Linked DNA regions of Zea mays: all the other regions are linked to region 3. The links are chromatin contacts, called in public Hi-C maps. All regions are on one chromosome and are shown on one strand. The core of a region is the stretch at or near the end of the contact, and the rest is flanking DNA. Distances in the headings are between cores, read along the strand shown. Region 1 holds the start of LOC109944961 (AP2/ERF and B3 domain-containing protein). Region 2 overlaps LOC100283774 (vacuolar sorting protein 4b). Region 3 has its middle 16 kb from the start of LOC542610.

Evidence for each region. A called contact is a pair of places that touch in the nucleus more often than the background predicts.
Region 1: a Hi-C map of leaf shows a contact between it and region 3, with 3 times the contacts expected there. The contact joins the promoter of LOC109944961 here to the enhancer-like site in region 3. A contact is called at or near these places in 8 of 25 Hi-C or Micro-C datasets (bundle sheath, ear, leaf and 2 more).
Region 2: a Hi-C map of ear shows a contact between it and region 3, with 5 times the contacts expected there. The contact joins two enhancer-like sites. A contact is called at or near these places in 4 of 25 Hi-C or Micro-C datasets (ear, endosperm, leaf and 1 more).

The regions. Positions count from the first base shown.
Region 1 is chr3:19,548,413-19,552,206 of Zm-B73-REFERENCE-NAM-5.0, forward strand. LOC109944961 (AP2/ERF and B3 domain-containing protein) reads right to left here and starts at 2,532. Exons shown (of 1, transcript XM_020550729.3): 1 at 820-2,532. The coding sequence starts at 2,253. The coding sequence ends at 1,117.
Region 2 is chr3:19,491,384-19,495,239 of Zm-B73-REFERENCE-NAM-5.0, forward strand. It overlaps LOC100283774 (vacuolar sorting protein 4b), which reads left to right. Exons shown (of 8, transcript NM_001412581.1): 6 at 1-18; 7 at 124-279; 8 at 380-849. The coding sequence ends at 589. Among protein-coding and RNA genes, the nearest start is that of LOC100283774, 10 kb to the left of the region's middle. Within about 2 kb of position 1,313, at least 19 of the 20 cell types and tissues checked have an H3K27ac peak or open chromatin away from gene starts, as enhancers often do. A contact at or near this core is called in ear, endosperm and leaf, where this site is marked.
Region 3 is chr3:19,686,921-19,690,729 of Zm-B73-REFERENCE-NAM-5.0, forward strand. No RefSeq gene overlaps it. Among protein-coding and RNA genes, the nearest start is that of LOC542610, 16 kb to the right of the region's middle. Within about 2 kb of position 2,336, at least 13 of the 20 cell types and tissues checked have an H3K27ac peak or open chromatin away from gene starts, as enhancers often do. A contact at or near this core is called in ear, endosperm and leaf, where this site is marked.

The DNA.
Region 1 (3,794 bases), core at 1,282-3,781, 140 kb before region 3:
CTATTTAGAGGGTGTAGTTTGAAATAAGAGATGTAGATGAGTAAGCTGCTAGATGCAGTACGAAATAGATATTGGAGTAAATCTTACTGTACGTTTTTATAGGTGTCCACAAACGCTATATGATCGAAAAGTGCGTGTTTTTGCTCACAGAAATCGGTTTGAAAGATCTAAAAGCCATTGGAAACACGATAGAGTAGCTGACATACGATACAAGAAAATCAAGAAAGTTATGTATGAAGAAAGGAAAATAAACAGCATTTGAGTTATGGACTATAGGCTTTGTAGGAGAAATAGGAATAGCTGATGTGTATACAGTACTCTTCTGAGGTGTACGAGATCTTTTTTTCATTGAGGAAATAAAGGGGTGTACGATCTTACCCAGCTCTCTCTCTACAGTCTAGCTATTACAGAATCAGTACTAATAAGATCCGTCAATCCTTTTGAATGAACGAAACTGCAGCGATCTACTATGAATATAGTCACTGTGAGTGAACGAAGGACGAAACCAATCTATAGCACAGTAATAAGAGGAGATTCAAAAATTGCTATATATGCATGTAGATAGAATGAAACTGATCTGAATCCTCAATCACTCTCTAACTGCATCTTCAACTTTGACTTCTTTCAGTATCTAGAAAAACTTGGATTGTCTTTTGATTGATGATATATAACACCCGCAACCTATAGTACAAGTGTGCAACATCTATCGACTAGTTATTCGTGCATGATGTGAACTGTTGCAGCAAAAATAACCAAACTATAGACGGCATGTGTGTTGCCAAATAGGCAAAGGCTGAATCGATCCAACACATGAGAACAAGATGCAAGCACACATGTTTAGTCTCTAGCAGATGCAATCAACTTATTGCTGCACTCGATGGCACAAACTTGCATGAGATCTTAATTATAGGAACTACTACATAGTATCGTCTAGCAACTCAAGATTGCCTAATGATGTACATACAACTAGTTTAACTTGCAGTCTTACTTAAACTTAAGTTTTTGCAAAGACGAGCCGAGTAATTGAATTCAAGATCAAGCAGGCGGCCGAGACGACATGAAGATCGAAGAAAGAGGAGGAAGGACTAGAGTACTATGTGTATACTAGCATCGCTGCTATAACAAGAAGGCACCTAGGGCAGGAGAGCGGTGATGATGAGCCACGCATTGCTTCTTGAACGACTCCGCCTGCGGCCCATGGTCGAACGAAATCTCCACCGGCCGTGCGCGCTTCTGGTGGTGGCACCCGGCTCCGGCGATGTCGACGCCGAACAGCCTGACTACACGGGCCTCGCTTGGTTTCTCCGCTGGTGCTGGTGATGGTACCGGTACCCCGTCGGTGGCGGGCGTCGTCGTCTTGGTCTTCTTGCAGTCGATGAAGAGCTGCTTCTCCGAGCCGTACGTGGAGTGGGAGAAGACGATGGTGTCCCCGGCTCGGAGGCCCTTCTCCCTGACGAAGCGGCTCCAGCCCTTGGTGAGCACGTAGCTCTGGCTGCTGTTCCAGTAGGAGTAGCGGAACCGCCACACCTTGCCCTCCCCGTCCTCGAAGTTGAGGAGCACGCCCTTGGCGGTGGTGGGCGCCTGCGCCTCCACCGACGGCGGCGCGCGCTTCAGCGGGAAGTGCTTCTCGGCGTGCTGCTTGGGGACCACGAGGCGGTTGAGCTTGCCGACGTCGCTGGGCGTGACCGCCTTGTCGAACAGCAGCACGCGCGCCCAGGCCGGCGTGGGCTGCGCGCGGCTGCGGCCGCGCCGCAGGCCCTGGCGCAGCTCGTCGGCGTAGGTGTGCTTCCGCAGCATGTCGACGATCTCCGCCTTGGAGTGGGCGGCCAGGAAGGCGAGCTCGGGCGCCGACGCGCCGGCGCCCGGGAAGTTGGTCGCCGCCTCGCGGCCGCGGTAGCGGAGCGCGGCCACGTCGTAGGCGCGCGCCGCGGCCTCCTCGTCGGCGAACGTGCCGAGCCACACCCGGGCGTGGCGCTCGTAGATCTGCGCGCCCCAGCGGCCGTTGGGCTGCGGCACCACGCCCTTGAAGCGCGAGGAGCCCTGCGGCACCGCCGACGGCTGCGACGTGACGGCCTGCTCGTCCGCCGCCGGCGAGACGGCGACGGCGTCTCCGCCGCCGACCGCGCCGCCGCCTGGTGGTGCGGCAGCGGGCGGCGGCTGCGCGGCGGCGGCGGACTCCGTGGTGGCCGTGGACGCGGCGGAAGAGCTGTCCTCCGGCGCCGCCGCCGTGGGGCTCATGCTCTCAATACCCATGATGAGCTACAGCTACGTACAGCTCGCGCTGCTCCCTCTGGAGTGCTATCTTCGCTTTGGTTTCTTGGCGTGTGTGCGTGCTTGCGTACTGCCTGCAGCAGAGCAGCCTCTATCTGATGATGCCGGACTGTGATAGTATTCGCCGCTGCCGCTAGGCGATAGCTAGAAACAGTATGGAATTATTGACGAGACTTTACTGTTCTAGGCTTGCTTGCTTGCTAGGGCTGGGACAAGATGATATACAAGAAGATAGATGATGCAGGCCTGTGAGGGCGTGGTAGTATGGTATGCTGCTGCCGCGCGACGCTCTATATATAGAGAATGACATGTTTCTATTTTGGAACCATGCACATGTTTGCGTATATACCCTGAGGCCTAGCTAGTTTAATTCCAATCCTTTAGCAAAATATATTTCCAGATGTTGAATTTTTTTTCTATTGTACTTTTTTTCTCAACTTGAATGCGGATGTAGACGTGTATGACTCGTGCAATGTACTTGATACCTATACGTCGGCTGCGTGCTATAATCAAGCATCGCGCATGTATAAGAAAACGTTAAAATTAAGTATACCGCGAGAAAAAAAAAAGAAAACAAATAAAACCAGTACTTGGTATATAACTATAACCAAGGGTTTCTATGGAAAGTATGAACATACCTCTTACCTTAATCAGTTGAGCTACAGACTCATTTCCTATCCCTAGTAAAAGGACAAGAGCAAGTTCTCTGAGAGTTTGACATGTTTTTACCATCGAGATTAACCCCATTTAGAGCATGTTTGGATCCTAGGAGCTAATGCAAAAGTGATTACAGTTTAGTTATTTAAGAGCTGAAGATCCAAACATCCAAACAGGTAGAGATAAAAGTGAGTAAATTGATGTTTTTTTTACCATTCTAGTCACTTTTAGTTGTTCCTGTTCAGATCTTTAGCTCCTAAGTGAATAAATTTTAGTCATTTTTATTTTAGCTTGTAGGATCCAAACATGTCCTTAGTTTTTCTCTATTGGTTTGGGTGCCAAAGTATCCTGTCATCATGGTGCATGGGACAACGAATCAACAAAATCAAGTAGTGATGCTAGCTAGATGCCAAACTATATATAACACATGGGCGATCCAATGGTGCATGATGAATTTATAAAAAAAAAACACACATATATGTAGGTCGGTTTTAAATTTGAAACGTAATAATGTCTTGTAGACTTTTTTTTTCTCTCTCTCTATAAAGTACATATATATTCACACTTGTGATTCTAGTTTCTGAAAGGACACGGTATATATATATATATATCCGCTGCTGCAGTTTATTTTGGTTCATATAATAATAAATAGATTCCTGGAAACGCCCACATTATTTTCTTCGTCTGTTTTTAGTTCTCCAGTCATGCTCACACAGCTCTTTTTAGTTTCTGTCCATCGATCTAGGACTTTCAATATCCAACGACGAGTCTTGGCGCGGCATGCTTTCACATTAGTACAAGGTGGCGAGAGAATGCAAAGTGTGCTGACTTTTCTTCGGACCATGTGTAGGCTTCTTTTTTGTGCG
Region 2 (3,856 bases), core at 63-2,562, 200 kb before region 3:
TCTGACGTTGCTGTCTGTGTAAGTAATTTCTGAACTTGTGCATCTGTCATCACTATGCTTCACTGCTCAGTCTCACATTGTACTAAGCAATGAAATCTGATACATTTTTTTTCCCTCGACCAGGTTAAGGACGTGTTATTTGAACCCGTGCGCAAAACGCAGGACGCCATGTTCTTCTTCAAGGCGGACGGTGACATGTGGATGCCATGTGGACCGAAGCAACCGGGCGCCGTGCAGACCACCATGCAGGAGCTTGCATCCAAAGGCCTCGCTGCGAAGGTAACACACAACACACAAGATGGCCCATTCTTCCATTGCAGTGTTAAGAGAGAGAGAGAGAGAGAGGGCTTCCCGGTCGAACTGCTCTAAGGCAACAAAGGTGTCCTGTTTTGAACGTAGATTCTTCCGCCCCCTATTTCGAGGGCGGACTTCGAGAAGGTCCTGTCGAGGCAGAGGCCGACGGTTAGCAAGAAGGACCTGGAGGTGCACGAGAGGTTCACGAAGGAGTTCGGCGAGGAGGGCTGACAGACGCGCGCACCCACCCATGCACGGGCGGCTGCACCACACAAATGTATATTGCATCTTATGACTTGGATTGTTCTGCTTCGAAGTGGAAGTTGCGTTACATTACAATTTGGTGTCCCAACTACGGCTAATCATGCCAGCTGGTTTCTCGTGTTGGGCTACCAATGGGCCTCTGTTGTCAGCCTATTTCATTTTTATTGTTGCACATGGAATTTTTCCACGGGTGTATTATTATGGAATAATAATTGTTAGCGTGGTGGAGTCCTTGTGGTTGCAGACTGTATGTATAGCTATTTCACTAACGTTCCTTGGTTTTTACGCCCAGTTTCTTTTTTTTTCCGATTTTACTTGCAGGGCCATTTTATTAGAGAGGGTATATTCTGGAGGTGATCTAATTCTCTCGGGCGTTCTATTTGAGGTATTTACCTCCGCTAGAATCTGCACATCTCAGTAATGGTTCAAATTTTTTACGGTTTCCATATTATATCTACCACAAACTTCAGCAGTTCTGAATGATCTGCACGTTCTGTATTTTTGATTAGTTGCTTAGTATAGTAACTACTCAGTATAGCCATCATCTATTTACTTAGTATATTAACTACTCATGGTTACCAGCTAGAAAAAGCGAGCAATGCAGGTAGGTTGCTGTGGTGGTAATAATAGCGACGTCTGGGTGTTGGTTCCTGACTGGTTTGGCTGGATTCATCGGTGCACGTGATGGTGCTGCAGTTGCAGTACACAGATGAGATTGGGCTCTGGCTCAGCTATGCACGCGTCGTGTGTCAGCTAGAAAACGACGGGACTCATCGATCGATCGTCCATCCATGTCCACCATGGGTGTTACTGACATGTACTCTCCGACTCCGTTGCACAACGAACTGATGATCGAAAGGAGAAGAACTGATGATCGAAAGGAGAAGACGTATACTACTACTCGTACGGTCTACACTAGACAGAAGCGTACGTGTCCGGCGTCGTCTTGCCTGCTCAAGTTTCTTTGGACGGACATGCATGCATTTTGTCAGACCAACTGTGCGTAGATAAGGTTAGGTCATCCTTATCATCTCTCTCTCACACCAAGTTCATGCCGTCTGCCGGCGCGCGCTTTAATCGTGCCTAATGCATGCCTACGAGTATAAATACTATATACCGAGTATTATGTATACAAAGAACTACTGTAACTTTAATTGTAGCTATCTCCTCTCCTCGCCTCAATAAATAAAAAGCAGAGGATGCATGCATGCGTGCGTGCGTTGCAGAGAGGGAAATGAAACAGGAGGCAGCATATAAATGCATCAGCACAGCCACGTCCACGCATATGCAATTAGGCACGCGCGGAATATTACATAATTTTTTTTATTTGGAGCTATTAATCGATCGTATGCATGCATCTTTCGAAGCCCCAGTTTGGCAGCACGTACGGTGTGGGGGTGGTTTTATATAAAACCTGACAAGTGGCGAAGTCGGGACTCGGGAGTCAGCTCCTCCTGGAAGACGTGTATACTTAAACACTCTCTTTCGCCGTCGTGCGGATTTCGTAAACGTGTCAAAATTAGGCTTCAGCCGCCAAGCTAGCAGCAAATGTCATCCTCCACTAATATTATTACTAGTGTATAAATAAACTACTCATCAGATCACAAAACTCACCCCCACACGCAGATAGAGACGTATGCATGCATGGGCACACAATATTTGAGTATTGGCTGGTATGGTATCCATACCGTACATGCGTCGATGGGGACCCAATCAATGGTAGTACCGAGACCGTAGTAGTAGTCGGCCATCGACGACGACGACGAGGACGGCAGAAATGACATGCATGCTGCCCTGCACAACACCATGAATCAGACAGGTCCTTTGAACCTTGCAAAGCAACAACTCTACCACACTCCTCCAGCTGCCATGCACGTCAGACGAAAGGAAACCCAAAAAAAAAACATGTTGCGCAAGTGGCATCTATATCATGCGTTATTTGAACCAATGCAATGCATATGCACACGCACGCAGCTTTAACAATTATCAAGAGGCGCATACAGACAGACAGACAGACACAGGGAGCGGCAGCAGCAGCAGCCAGCAGCTAGGGGAGGGGAGGGGGACAGAGCTATAGCTAGCTGGCTCAGGCTACGCTGCCCAGCAGTCCACTCCACTCTCGTTTGCAACAGCAACAGCGACTGCAAGTGCAAACCGCAGGCCGGGAGCCGGAGCCAGGGAAGAGGAAACCTGGGCAGGCCGGGCGGCATTGGCCCCGGCTAGCTAGCTGCAAGCTGCCGCCTCTCTCTGGTCGGAAACCGTGTGCCCAGCAGGCAGCAGCCTCGTGCGTGAGTGTCCTGGCGGGCGGCTCTTGGTCTTGGATGGAAAGCTGCAGGTCTAGCTAGCTAGCTAGCTTCTGCTTTCTTTTCTCCCCCTTCCCTCTTGGCCCTCTTGGATGGAAAAGGCACACGCACAAGTTGCTGCTGCCTGCCTGCCTGCATCAACACAACCACGGCCACCACCACCAGCCACAGACTACGTACGTGCAGTGGTTATCCTCCATTGCCTTTGAATCTCATGAGCCGTGCACATGCATCTCTGGTTACTTACTTACCTATAGTCCAAGTCAAGTCTCCGATCCATTAATTGACAATCAACCGTGTTGAATCGCCGAGTGATTAAGCTAACCTAAGCACCCTTTCTAACACTGTACGTATGCAAGTTTATTTTACTGATGATTTAGAGACTGAAAGTTTGAAAATGCCTATATATACCGTCGTCGATCCCGAATTTTTTGTATTTTAGCCCTTAAACAGAAGTAAATTCACGTTTAGACCTAAAAAAATTTTAAATGCAGTTTTGGACCCTTAGCTCGGCGCCACAGCCTGTGGCGCCGAGCTGTGACGTGGCCGCAACGGCTAGCTGCGTCCAGGGCTGACCTGGCGCTGACGTGGCGGCGGCGCGGCCTCGTAGCTCGGCGCCACAGATCTTGGCGCCGAGCTACGAATTCCTATAAAAACGCCCGCGCGGCTGGCCGAGAGCAGCTCATTTCATCCCATTTCCAAACTTCGTAAAAATTTCCTGGATTCAAAGATTTGAGTTGGTTCACTTCGTAGACCAAGGTATGATTTCGAACTGATTCGTTTTGTATATTAGGTTTTTAGTTTAATAATTTGTATACACCTATTATATTATCATTTCGATTATTAGTTTGTGTAAACTTATTATAAAGCATATTAGGTATAAGTGATAATTATAATCGTTTATTAGATGAAAGACATGTACCGAGAGGCGTTGTGGCAGAAGAGAGGTCGTCCTCGGGAGTTATATCCGGACGTATCTAGTAAGGATGCTCCTG
Region 3 (3,809 bases), core at 1,086-3,585:
CACTCGGCAAAGCCTTATTTTGCCAAGTGCCCACTGGAGGACACTCGGCAAAGAATTTTTAAATAATTAAAACAATATTTGCTGAGTGTCAGATCCAGGACACTCGACAAAGCAATTTTTAAATTAAAAACCTCGATTAGGCATGATTTCTAACTATCTCGGCATGGGTACACACACTTCTTAATTTAGGTATATAACATTCGATTAGACATGATTTCTAACTAACTCATTGGTTTTCTTACAGTCGGCGTCACATTGTGGCCAGTCTTCCTCCATCTTCTCAGTGTATGCTATAGCCCACAAGGGCAAGGCGACGTCCGACGCCACCTACAACCAGGAGGACGGGCCTGAGGCGTATAGCAACCGCGCCATCTACAGCCACCTAAGTGAGTACACTGCCATGACACAAGAGGTCCATGGGCCAGATTATGATCCGAGGATCGAGGACATCGACGGAGATGTCCTCATAAGGGTCGGAGGAGGCAAGAGGCATGGGCGGTCCTGGATTGTCGACAGGACAATCGACTCGTCGTCCACTCCTCCCACTCTGTCTTATATGCGAGTAAGGAGCACGAGCGCGAGTCTAGCCATACGACCTCGGCATGATAGCTCACACCATCGGATATAGCAACTCCAAGTTAGTGCTTTTGTAACTCATCATTTCTTAAGTTATATACCTTCTCTTTGAGTTATTATAACATTGGGGTAAAATACTACAGGTCCACCAAGAAGAAGAGAGGAGGGAACGGCAGGAGATGGAGGCGAGGATGAGGGTGGAGCGAGTGGCTCGCTTGGCACATCAGTAGAGGATGACGGAGATGTTCCAGTACATGTAGAGCCTTGGCGCCACACGGTGTTTTGCTCCACCACCTCCATTATTCCCTCTAGCTGACCCTGTTCAGTTCCATACTCCTGTGTGTATCAAAATTCTAGTCCTGCATAATATATATTCATCTGGTATAACACATGCAATCTCTTCTCTATGTAGTGACAATCTGCAGCATCCAACAACCCTCATGGATCGCCTAGCCCATCGTCGAACCAGTCCAGCCGCCCACCTCGTTTATGTTCTTCTAAACTTAGTTGTGAGACATGTTTATACTATATATTGGATGTTTGTGGACTTGTTTATGTGAGTACTTGTTAGTGATGTGAACTATTTTGTGGTACTTGTGACTTTGTGAAGAAACATGTGATCTTTGTGAAGAAACATGTGATCTTTGTGAGTTATGTTGTGTGTTTGATGTATGTGATGATTCTGTGATCTGTGATGTATATGTGATGATTATGTGATATATCTTTTGTTTGTTGGATGGAACAACAAAAACAAATAAAAATGGGTATTCTAGTAACTTTGTCGAGTGTCATGTCCATAACACTCGGCAAAGAAGACACACATGGGAACTAGTAAAGCTTCTTTGCCGAGTGTTGTGGCCGGGACACTCGGCAGAGAAGCAACCTTTGTCGAGTGCCAACAAATGCACTCGGCAAAGGAACTGACAAAGGGGCCCGTTGGTGCTCTCTTTGCAGAGAGCTTGTCCAGTGGGCATTCGGTAAAGGCTCCTCCTAATACACTCGGCGAAGGAACTGACAAAGGATCCACGGGGTGCTTCTTTGCCGAGTGTCAGTACAATAGACAGTCAGCAAAGAGTGAGCCTTTGCCGAGTGTCACGATAGCACTCGGAAAAGTCTTGGTTGCCCTCACTTGTCGTCGTGACGGTGACTTTTCTTTGTCGAGAGACACGTGCCACTCGTCAATACCGAGTGACCGACAAAAAGCACTTAGCAAATAAGTCGTTGCCGATATACAGTGCACCGAGCCCCTTTTTTTCAAGTGTCACTCGGCAAAGTTTTCGCCGAGTGTTTTTCAGGCTTTGCCGAGTGCTTTAAGACACTAGTCAAAGAAATTGTGCAAAGCCTCGTCCTTAGTTTTTATCTCCGTTGTGCGTGAGAGGGGGACGCACTATCATGAGTTGGATCTGAGTTCTTGAGATCAATCCAACAAATTATATTGGACAGATTACGCAGATTAGAGAGTGAAACAAATACACGCCAAATTTACCCGATTAGAGTTGATTTTTGCAGTAAAGGCACGCTGTACGTGATGATGATCCCCTTGGTCGAAGAGTAGCGCCGCCGGTAGAGGAATGACAGTGGCGATACCGCGATAATAACAGAGAAGTGAAGAAGGTGCGGCCAACGACATCGTCGGATCCGATCCTCGAGCTAGCGCTGCTGCTGACAGACATGCCCCCACAGACATACTTGGAGTCTCTGGAAGGACCATGCATCTCTTCTCTGCCACGTATACGCAGGTCCTCTTTGATGAGAGTTAATGAGATGAAGCGCGCGCGCGCCTTGAGGGCCAGGGTAGCTAGCAGGGTGATGCACCGTACGTGCACGGCAGTATTAAGCTGTTCCTGGACCAGAAATTCAATTGGCCGCTACCTCAGATCAGGTAGTAGCTGGGCTATTAGATGTGCCCATATATAGCTCTGGGGCACACGCACGGTCCCAGCCGTTCTAAAGATATACCGCGCGCGAGGCGAGCAGCGGCAGCGCTAGCGACGGACGGAGAAACTAAGGTTGAGACGGCGGATCGTACAGCAAATTAAGTCGCCACAGTGCTCCAGATCTAGCCGATCGAAGTTGTCACTGGTCGATCGATCGATCGATCTGTGCTGCTGCTCGAATGACAAACTCGCACCTAACTAGTTAACGACGAATCGTCGTCGACATGTGCTGTCCAGTCCAACAGAAGAGTTAATAGTAGTCGGCGAAGGACCAGGCCGGCCGGACAGGGATTCCGCCTAGCTCCACCCATCCAGTGCAGCTGCAGCTCACCCCATACACACACTGTTTTAGACGACGGCGACGGCGATGATGGCGGTTCGTTGGCTGCTGCACCGCGTATTTTCTATGGCCACGCGCCGCTTCTTGAGCAGCAGCAACCTCACAGCCACTATTGCGCAACTAGTAAAGGGGTCTGTCTGTTAGCTTTAGCTGCTGCGCCTGGGCAGGCGAGATCGGGCAGCAGCCAGGGCCGAAGCTACACTACATCTACAGCTACTGCTTGCAAATGCATCAAAAAAATGCAGAATCTATAGAATTAACTAGTTAAAATTTAACCATACATGAACAACCCGTAAAATAAATCCTTATGCATCCACGAGTCAAGTGCATCAATCACCCACAGATTTGCTCTAGCTTGGCCGGCCACTGGCAACCATGAATTGAAGGCCCCTGACGCGTCGAGCGCACAGTTATCTGCTGCCGAGAGGTCCCCTGGCGGCGGCTCTGATTGCAGTGCATGCATGCGTCCGCGCGCAAGTCGTCCATAGATCCACATCTCTTGGGAGGGACACGGCCGGGACCGGCCGGCCGGGGAGGTTGGGCTTTCACTGAGAGAGATCGAGACGTACGAAATGTGTTGCAGAGATGCCGAGCGAGCATCCGATGCCAGAGCCGGAGAGCCCAGAGGCTTGGTCGAGACGTCGCGCTCCGGCTCAAGCTCGTCAGCTTCGCGCGCCCGTCGACGTCACCGCGGCGTTTTGTTGCCTTCAGTTCGCAGCCGTGAGTCCGCCGACGCGAGCGGAATCACAGACCGACTGATTGGTTAGACGCCGAGCGGCGCCTGGCTCTGGCGAGCCTGGGCAGCGAGAAACGGAACGTCCGAGCGTATCCGTGTATGCAACAAGGGAATATGTTTGCAACAAGGGAATATATTTTTGGTCTACGTTGCATCTGCGGGTGCAGCTTCAACCTCGTTCTACACAGTTAACCAAACAGTGGCTGCTTCTTAGTCAACG